2 separate regions of the Triticum aestivum genome follow, and region 1 is linked to region 2. The links are chromatin contacts, called in public Hi-C maps. All regions are on one chromosome and are shown on one strand. The core of a region is the stretch at or near the end of the contact, and the rest is flanking DNA. Distances in the headings are between cores, read along the strand shown. Region 1 holds the start of LOC123180146 (protein Rf1, mitochondrial). Region 2 holds the start of LOC123180145 (ribonuclease II, chloroplastic/mitochondrial).

Region 1 (4,783 bases), core at 1,780-4,279, 200 kb after region 2:
TTCCTCTTTGGAGCACCGATCTGTTATCCGTGTCTTTGCAAAATAAACGAATCCAAGTGGTAGTGTGTTGTGGCATGCGGTAGTACTGCTCAAGGGAGCAGTAGTACCGCAGAGGCTCACGGTAGTACTGTCCGAGGATGCGGTAGTACCGCACCACCTTGCGGTAGTACCGCTCCTAGGACGCGGTAGTACCGCGACTTCTGGTCTAGCACTGCTACTCGCGCGGAAGTAGGGGCGGATGTAATTTTTTACATCCGCGCCCTATGCGGTAGTATCGCTCCCTGGATGCGGTAGTACCGTGTCGGGTTTTTGCACCGATCTAAACTCAGCGGAAGTAGTCACGGATGTAATTTTAGTCATCCGTGCCTTCCCAGCCCAGTCGAACCCTGCCTTGCGGTAGTACCGCAAGGGCGCACGGTAGTACCGCTCCGACGGTTCTACCGCTCATAGCATCAACGCAAAAGGGCTTCTTCTTGTATCTGTCGTGGGTGCGGTAGTACCACACCTCCTAGCGGTAGTACCGCAACGGCTTGCGGCAGTACCGCTTGTCTGGTGCGGTAGTACCGCATGTCGCGGGCTGGTTAAGTGGATAATGGTTGGATTGGTCCCTTCACTATAAAAGGGGAGTCTTCTTCTCCGAGTTGACCACCTCTTCCATCCCTAAGCTCCATTGATGCTCTAAGCTCCATTTTCGCCTGTTCTCTCCCTAGCCAATCAAACTTGTTGATTCTCTAGGGATTGGTTAGAAGGCCTCGATCTTCACTTCCACCAAGAGATTTGATTCCCCCCAATAATCCCTTGTGGATCTGGTTACTCTTGGGTGTTTGAGCACCCTAGACGGTTGAGGTCACCGCGGAGCCGTAGTCCATTGCGGTGAAGCTTCGTGGTGTCGTTGGAAGCCTCCAATTAAGTTGTGGCGATTGCCCCAACCTTGTTTGTAAAGGTTCGGTCGCCGCCTCCAAGGGCACCAATAGTGGAATCACAGCATCTCGCATTGTGTGAGGGCGTGAGGAGAATACGGTGGCCTTAGTGGCTTCTTGGGGAGAATTGTGCCTCCACACCGCTCCAACAGAGACGTACTTCCCCTCAAAGGGAAGGAACTTCGGTAACACATCCTCATCTCCATCTGTTCCACTTTTGGTTATCTCTCACCTTTACTTGTGCAAGCTATATTGTGTTATATCCTTTGCTTGCTTGTGTGCTTGTTGTTGTTGCATCATATAGGTTGCTCACATAGTTGCATATCTAAACAACCTACTTTGATGCAAAGTTTAATTTGGTAAAGAAAAGCTAAAAATTGTTAGTTGCCTATTCACCCCCCCCCCCCCCCCCTAGTCAACTATATCGATCCTTTCAGTAAGTTTACTAAGTATGCAGACATGCCACATCAGTGCATATGCATATCTAACTTTTCTAAGCATACAACCATGGAACATAAGGGCATCCAACAGCAACTTGCAAATTTTCTCCCGCATCCGTCCGCGGACTGGTCCCAGGAGGCCGCCATCCAACGCTGCCCACATACATTTCAACCCGCATTTTAGCTAACCCGACGAAATTCATGCAAACCGACTGGTATTCATCAAAGTTCGGATAGAAAATAGCACAAATCATCCATACATAGCATGAAAATTAAGTCTAGTACAACAATGTCTCAAATTCGACTAGATTTCAGATGTCCAACAACTTTTTCATCAACAGATCATGTTCCACACATACTCCCCCTTCAGCTTCATCGAAATGTGTGGTCACGTAAATGGCCGTCCCCCTGTCCTGTGATATACCACGACAGCGCATGCAAGCTACATAGAATGTGTAGACCAACACTGAGTGAATGAATCAATCAACCAGTTGAGCAAGAGGAAGTAAAACTTACGATCTCGTCCTCTGCCGCGTGCAATGGCCACTTTGCCTCGAGCTGACAAACCACGTCGCAATACTTGGTGCCGCTGGTCTGGATAGTGTAGCAGCGATATGATAACGACATCATGTTGCGTTGTTGAATTATGTACATGTTGTAGGGCGCAATGTGCTTTCATGCATGAAACTTTTCATGCACTTGCTGCCAGAAGGTCTCCCCTCCGCTCCTGCCTACGAAATCCGCGGATACGGCCAACCACGCATCACACAATAACTCATCCTTCACGGTTGAGTACCTCACCATCCTTCGTACTCCCTCCGGTCCTTTCTACTCTGCATATAAGAATTGTCTAAAGTCAAACTTCGTAAAGTTTGACCATATTTATATGAAAAAATATTAACATCTACTCCCTCCGTTCCAAAAGAGATGACTCAACTTTGTACTAACTCAACTTTGCACTAACTAAGTTAGTACAAAGTTGAGTCATCTATTTTGGAACGGAGGGAGTACAATGCTAAATTTATATAATACGAGAACTAAAGTCATGACGCATATAATGTTGTTAATTTCACATTTTGTACGTTGATAATTTTTTCTATAAACTTGGTCAAAGTTTACGAGGTTTGACTTCAGACAAATCTTATATGTGAACTAAAAAGGACAGGAGGGAGTACTCTAAAAAGCGACATAATATTTGAAAATACGCTCAATGACATTTGACCGAACACTTGTCAGGCGTGGTGTCCGCCATGGAGGTCGCCGACAGTAGACAAAGTGTACTTGGATACAAACGGCTTCAGGATGGACAACCCCGTCGTAAAACGGATACTTGTTCGGAAGTGTAGCAAATCTATACCTACCTATACTAATTAGAGACTCCCTAAAAATTTCCACGTTAATTAGAAATTAGGAGCCGTTTATCTGGTGGGACCAAATTATAACGGTGTAGATTAACCCATATATATTTGGTTTCATGTACTCACAACCGTATAGATTAACCCATCTATTATATCCCATATCTTAAAAAAAACAGCCTTTATCTCCTCTCACGTATACACAACCTCCTCTCTTTATCTCTCACGTCTCTATTCTAAAAAAAGGTCTCACGTCTCTCCATCTTATCCTCCCCAAAACGCCTGGCCATCCTCTCCTCTCACGTAAGCATGGCCTTGCCATCTTCCCCTCTCCCAATCTCTCACGTTTCATCTCCTTCCACTCCATCAATACAAAATATCAGTGTTAAAATCGATGCAGGTCTATTCATGGTACCCCGACGATGGATGAAGAGACCTCTGCCACCCCGTCTCTCATCCTGGGCTGGCGTGGAACCAGGGAAAGATTTGGTCATACCCTCCTCTGCTTGAATCCAGGTTCAACCGGCATGCCTCCCCAATGACGACTAGCGCAGGATCCTTTTTTACTAACAACATATGCTTCTCCGCCCGTAGCTTGATCTATGCTCGTAGGTAACGCCGACACCTCCAACCTCCTGGTATCCTCCTTATGTACAACCCTGTCTCCATGCAGCAGCAGCCTCCTCCTCTTTCCACACGCGTCCCCTTCATCCTGCCTTCAACTTTGATCCAATTGCCACCTCTGGACTCTCCTCCCTCGATCTCTGTAATTCATGGTTGCTTTGCTACCTCAATTTCACCACCACCCAAGGGAGTCAATCTGAACGGTACTTTTCCCAATCTCAGTTCCTAGGGTTCACTTTTTACATCATGCGTTCGTCGGCATCAAAGATGGAGTCATGACAGTCGGCGGTGTTCGTAGCCATTGATATATATATATATATATATATATATATATATATATATATATATATATATATATATATATATATATAGTGTTACTATTCATCATCCAGGATGCAGAATAAGTTATTCTTCACCCAAGATAATCTTACGGTCGCTTCCTAAATAAATTACGTTTAGATATAAATAGTTACATGCATATTGATTCAATATGTAAAATTTGGTATAAAAAAACAAAAATATAGGTTATAAGTGTATATATATATATATATATATATATATATATGTTGTGTTCCCAATCTCAGTTTCTAGGGTTCGCAGTTTACATCATGTATTGCAGGCTTTTGTGGGCGTCAAAGATGGATTCACAGCAGCCTACATCGTTAATCGTCATTGCTGTATATGCAGTGTTCAGAACGACGTACATCAACTTTCCAACAGTATGAAGTCAACACGTGATCAAACAGATATTAGATTAGAAGTTGATTTTTTTTTGATTTGGTTTATACTTATGTAGGCATATATTGATACATAAAAGGGATCGTTGAGCATGATCGATGAGGTATGTGATGATATGCATGTGGTATGTACAACTAAAACATTTGTATGCATGTATAACTATGTATTTTTTAATTTGTAGCTCTTGATAGCCGTCCATCTCTCCATATGTGTTTCTTTGCCCTAAGAAGTCTGATGGTTCTTCTCCTACTATTCATTAAAAAAAATCTATGTTTCAGTTCTCTGTACAGAAACTCAGAAATGAGTGAAACCAATGACTTCCCCAGCATAATTTTATCCTAATTGTATACTATAGTAGTATAGTTCGAGCAGGAATTGCGTGTATATGTGACAAGCTTACAATGCAACAAGGTAATATAGAGCCTCTTGGTAGGAGTAGCCATCCTTCTCTCCATATGTGATTCTTTGCCCTAAAAAGTCTGATGGTTCTTCTCCTACTTTTCATTAAAAAAATGTATGTTTCAGTTCTTTGTACAGAAACTCAGAAATGGGTGAAAGCAATAAATTCTCCAGCATGATTTTATCCTAATTGTTTACTATAGTTCCAGTAGGAATTGCGTGTATATATGACAAGTTTACAATGCAACAAGATAATATAGAGACTTATAGAAGCGTTTCTATCTCATGATTTGGCTGTCATACCTAC
Region 2 (5,052 bases), core at 936-3,435:
CCAAGACACATTGGCTTCCTGAGCTCCCCTCAGCGCCTAGGTCCAGTTGTTCATCTTTTTTCGTAAATAGCCTGATCATGTCCATGGTGGGGAAGTGATGGAGAAAACGACAGTCATCGCCGAAGTGGTAGTCGCTGGTGCGGCGCATTGACAAAGAAATAAATCCAGAGAAAATTATCCAACTGTTGCAAAGTTAGTGCAGGTAGCAAAGTTTTGTTGTAGATACAAAAGGTTGTTGTTCACAACATGCCATCCTTGCAGAAAAAGATTTGCATTCCGAATGGAACAACTTGATATGCATGACTGCAGAAAATTAACCTGAAAAACCTGGTGCATATCTTCTTCGATTTGTTAAATGCCAACAAAGTAACTGGTTACATGCTCCCATCTACTTTCAAATGCAGAAAATGTTTTGAGACATCAGTGCATGATTCTGGTTGTTCCCATCGACTGTTGGTGTGGAAGCTTATGCACCTTTCAAATATCAATGTCTCTGTATCACTGGTGAGGAAAAATAATAATGAAATATTTGAGTTAACGAACTGAAATGAAAAATAATACTAGTAATCTATATTCTATAATACATTTGCTACTTCAGTCTATGTGCAACCCCATAATGGTCGGCCAGGGCAGAATTTGTATCGAACTGATCAACAAAGACTTATATAAGGGACAGTTCTTATATAACAAATTGTGTAATAGCATAGTGATGCATATAACAATAAGAAATTTCATTACACAGAATTAATTTCAATGACAGCCAGTAACAAGCATACTTAACATAGTTACCACCATTACATATGAAGCTACCAATTAAGTTCTAACAGTACTAATATTATGTGAAACAGGCTTGAGGTACCAGGGAGCCACCCTGACATGGTTGACGCCTTGCGGCCGTTCCCGGCTCAGTAAACAGCTCTGAACATATTAATTACCGAGCCAAAGTACATGGCGACTATAATACAAGCACGGTAAGCATGAGATTGGCAGCTGCAAGCAGCAGAGCGACAACTACAAGCATTTGGGAACGGGATGCAACGGTGGCTTGAGGACTTGATTGACCAGCACGGTCTGCATCGGTGGCAAAGACTGGATATGCGCCTGGATGGGAGGGGGACTATCTGCACACGGGGTTGGTTGGCATGATGGACCATCTACAGGGCTTGGTGATGTCGACTTGCTCCTAAGCACGGGCAAGCCGAAGCGTATTCGTGTGGATCTGCGAACTCAGCTCTGAAACAAGAACAAGAACAAGAAATTTCAGATCTGCTTACATCGTATTTTCTACACTTGTAGAACCGATGACCCGCCTTGTCTCCCGTCCTTGCGACGTTCGTCGCGTCGCGATCTCGTCGCCGCAAAAAGGATACGGGTTGAGAGGGAGCAGGAAGTCAGCTGGGACGGTCAGAGAGAAGGAAGACGCCACAGACATGGCGGCAAACGAACAAGGTGGGAGGGAGCGGCGGCGATGGGGATTTCTATGGGGCTGTGTTGATTGTGAGGGGGGGCACGGGTGGGGATGCAATTATCGAGGGCTGGGGCAGGTGGCCGTCACGGATACCGGGTCACAGGCACGGCTCAGGGAGGACCAGGAAAATGCCCGAGCCGGCGAGAACCACCTGGTCCGCACATATAATGCCGGCTGCCGTAGCAATCAATGCGGACAGGGCTGGGTCATTTTTAGATCGATACTTACATATACGACAAAAAATACCAGTACGAGCATAGATCCACATGCGGGCGAACGGGAATGATTTCAGGAGCAGCTGAGCTCGAGCTCAGAAACGAATATTCGGTGTCTTCCCCCTTGTATAATTCATTAATCGATCGTTAAGTTTGCAATGACGTACAATTTCAGAGACAGGAAGCAAACAGGGACGCAAAAAAGCCAAAAAGTTCCGTCGCCGGGACTTGAACCCGGGTCTCTCGGGTGAGAGCCGAGTATCCTAACCACCTAGACTACGACGGATCTGTGGTGTTCCCTCTACAACAAAAGTTTCAAGTTGGTTATTCTCGGCCTTGATCGCCAGCCTCGACGGCCCGGGCTGATTCGGTGCGCTGCACTCGAAATCATCACCCACTAACCAGTGCCGGCCCATGCATCCCCAGTGCGAGAGGCCCAGGCCCAGTCCGCCACAGCAGCAGCCTCGCCCTCGCCTTCCTCTCCCTCCACTCGCGTGCGGAACCGCTCTCCTCCCTTATCGCCAAAACCCCCGGCCGGAGCAGCGGCGAGCAAGGCTCACCGGCGGCACCCCTCCCCACTCCCTCGACCGCGGGCGCGCGCGCAGATGCGGCCGTCGCCCATGGCGGCAAGGGCGGCGAGCGGGTGCTCCTCGGCGGCGCTGGCCTTCTTCCGCCTCCGCCCGCTCGGCCGCGCCACCCGCCTGGCCCCCGCGGGCCGCTCCGCGTTCGGCGCCACTGCCGCATGCCGGGGCCGCCTCGTCGACTCCGTCCTCCAGGAGCTCCGGTCCCGCAGGCGGGTCCGGGTCTCCGCAAGGTAATGCCCCCTTTCGCATTGTAAGAGCTCAGCTGTCTCCTCTCCCAGCGGGTCCGGGTGCATCACATGAGGAGATTTAGTCGTGGAATTGTAGTAGGACAGTGTAGTGGTCTCCAAAGCCATTTCATGTGGGAAATGCACTGTCACGCTGTCTGTTGGAAATGGCACAAGGACTTTAGCTAAATTCACATAGACAATGTGGAGGTTCCCTTTTTCATCGAATTGTGGAATGAGAAAATTGTAGAATGTACACCATCACCATTGACAAGAGCATTACATGACAACACAGACACGATTGCGCATCAACCCATCCCCACCAGACGCACACTACAGGATCACACTTGCTAGATTACCTCCACGGCTCCACCTACAATCTTCCACTAGCGGCACTGATCCTTAATCTTGCCCACGATTAAGCTGGAAGGGCCTTGTTCTTGAACCCACACACCTGTTCCTTTAGCGCCAGACAGAATGGAGGGTGCACAGGTTCACCAAAATGCAGCCCTTCCCGAGTGTAGTTGAGACAGCGTTGTTTGGCACCAATCCACTGCTCGAGAATCGTCACGTCAGGGCCAAGGGCGAGGTGTTGGAACCCGAGCCATTGCAGGGACAGGAACCAAATTTCTCTGACATAGATGCACGGCCAGTCTTGAGAGCACAATGGGCACACTCACTGGTGATGGAGCCCCCTCCTAGCTAGACGGACGATCAGACGTCCAGCTGCGGTTCATCAGGAAAGCCACACAAAAAACATAATCTTCCACAGCTCATGGCACGTCGCCTACCAGAGGTCAGTGGACTGCAGCACCGCCTGAACAGCAAGGCGGCCACGCAGGTCTCTGACCCAACAGTTCCCATCTCGCGCCGCAGCGACCGAGCGGGAAATCACTGTAGGCTTGATGAAGCCAAGGAATTTGCACGCACCTTTTAATTTTAGGTTCTCACAGGTTTATGTTGGGTTTCATCTCTAGCCTACCACAACTTGCTTGGGACAAAAGGCTTTGTTGTTGTGATGATAATTGCGTAGGTCAATGCAATGAAGCTTACTACTGGGCTTCAGATAGTCTTGCCCAGTCCTTTAAGAGAGACAGAGGTTGTGGGTGTACTGTATTGGGTCGGCTCCCTCCTGTGTATTGGAGTCGATCAAACATGATTGTGATTACTTACGTCCATGATTAATATATGCTGGTTTAAAAAAAGACAGCAATGAAGCTTACAGTTAGGATTCTGTCTTGTTCTTCAGGATAGGATTGCAGGGTACAAAGGAACTGTCGGATAGTAAGATAGAGAAGAGAACAATACAAAAAGGATTGCTGCTTGAATTTCACAAAGATTCTGAGAGATCCTTGCTCGCTGTTGTCGAAAGGCCTGATGGGAAGAAAAACTGGGTAGTCACTGACCAGGTATTTAAAGAGGGATAACTAGCCTGTCCAATAGAATACTCAGTGCCTGGTGAATTCATTTCCAAGGATATATTTGTACACTTTTCACAGATGAAAAGACATTACGGATCGATAATTCAACCTAGAGCCCGGGCTCAGATGAGCCTGGTGAACAGTACCTCGATTTGAAATAGAAAAAAGTTCAAAAATTCCAATTTTTTGTTGTGGTGCAAGATGCTTCTGTGCGTGAACTTCGTGCAAATTTTTGTGAAGTTTGGACATTCGAGAAGCTCGTGGCAAAAAAGACAAAAATCAGGCGTGAACAGTGAGATTTTCAAAAGTTTCTCAGACATCCGAAATTTGTCTTTTTTGCCACGAGCTCCTCGAATGTCCAAACTTTGCACGGAGTTCACGCACAGGAGCATCTTGCACCACAACAAAAAATTGGAACTTTTTGAACTTTTCTATTTCAAATCACGGTACTGTTCATGCCCGGGCTCATCTGAGCCCGGGCACCAAATCACCACTCCCAAGATTCTCTTGTGATTTAGCTGCTGATTTTTTGTGCAGAATGGTATCTTATCTTCTATAAAGCCCCAGCAGGTGACATATGTTGTACCTGGTACCATGGATTTTGATTGTTCAAGAATAGCTGAATTTCTCGAGAAAGCGCAAGATCTCTTGGTGAGAAACGTTCCACGAGTTGTAAGTGTACAACATATAATGTGCATCGTGACTGATAATATGGTTTGCTACAGGACCCTACTATCTTGGAATGTGCCTGGATGGAGCTTTCTGAGAAGGACAAATCAGTAACTGTTGAGGAGTTTGCCGATGTAAGAGGTTCATTAGATTTGTTATTCTGTGTCTTTCTCTGTTCAAATCATCAAATGTGACACTTGTGATTTTATCAGATAGTTTATGGCAGCAAGGAGTCTCTGGAAAGCTACTGTGCACACTTTTTGTTGTCACGGGATATTGTGTATTTTGTGAAGGTGGAGAGCAGAGGTTCTTCCATATACCAGCCTCGCCCATCTGCTCAGGTATATTTTCTAAATATATGTGTGATATATATATCGTGTGTTACACACCCTGAATTAGTTTGGCAACCTCATTAATGTTGCAACAATTCCTTTTGAGAAGAATGTAAGGTCGTGATATTTCCTTTAGAAC

The links. A called contact is a pair of places that touch in the nucleus more often than the background predicts.
Region 1: a Hi-C map of leaf shows a contact between it and region 2, with 2.5 times the contacts expected there. The contact joins the promoter of LOC123180146 here to the promoter of LOC123180145 in region 2. A contact is called at or near these places in 2 of 5 Hi-C or Micro-C datasets (both in leaf).

Annotation. Positions count from the first base shown.
Region 1 is chr1D:40,222,285-40,227,067 of IWGSC CS RefSeq v2.1, forward strand. It overlaps LOC123180146 (protein Rf1, mitochondrial), which reads left to right and starts at 3,030. Exons shown (of 7, transcript XM_044592117.1): 1 at 3,030-3,542; 2 at 3,959-4,058; 3 at 4,136-4,180; 4 at 4,680-4,783.
Region 2 is chr1D:40,022,443-40,027,494 of IWGSC CS RefSeq v2.1, forward strand. LOC123180145 (ribonuclease II, chloroplastic/mitochondrial) reads left to right here and starts at 2,186. Exons shown (of 14, transcript XM_044592114.1): 1 at 2,186-2,497; 2 at 3,741-3,900; 3 at 4,450-4,563; 4 at 4,638-4,715; 5 at 4,794-4,922. The coding sequence starts at 2,289. It overlaps TRNAE-CUC (transfer RNA glutamic acid (anticodon CUC)), which reads right to left and starts at 1,969; the gene lies at 1,897-1,969. It overlaps LOC123180144 (a long non-coding RNA gene), which reads right to left and starts at 1,587. Exons shown (of 3, transcript XR_006490729.1): 1 at 1,275-1,587; 2 at 1-501.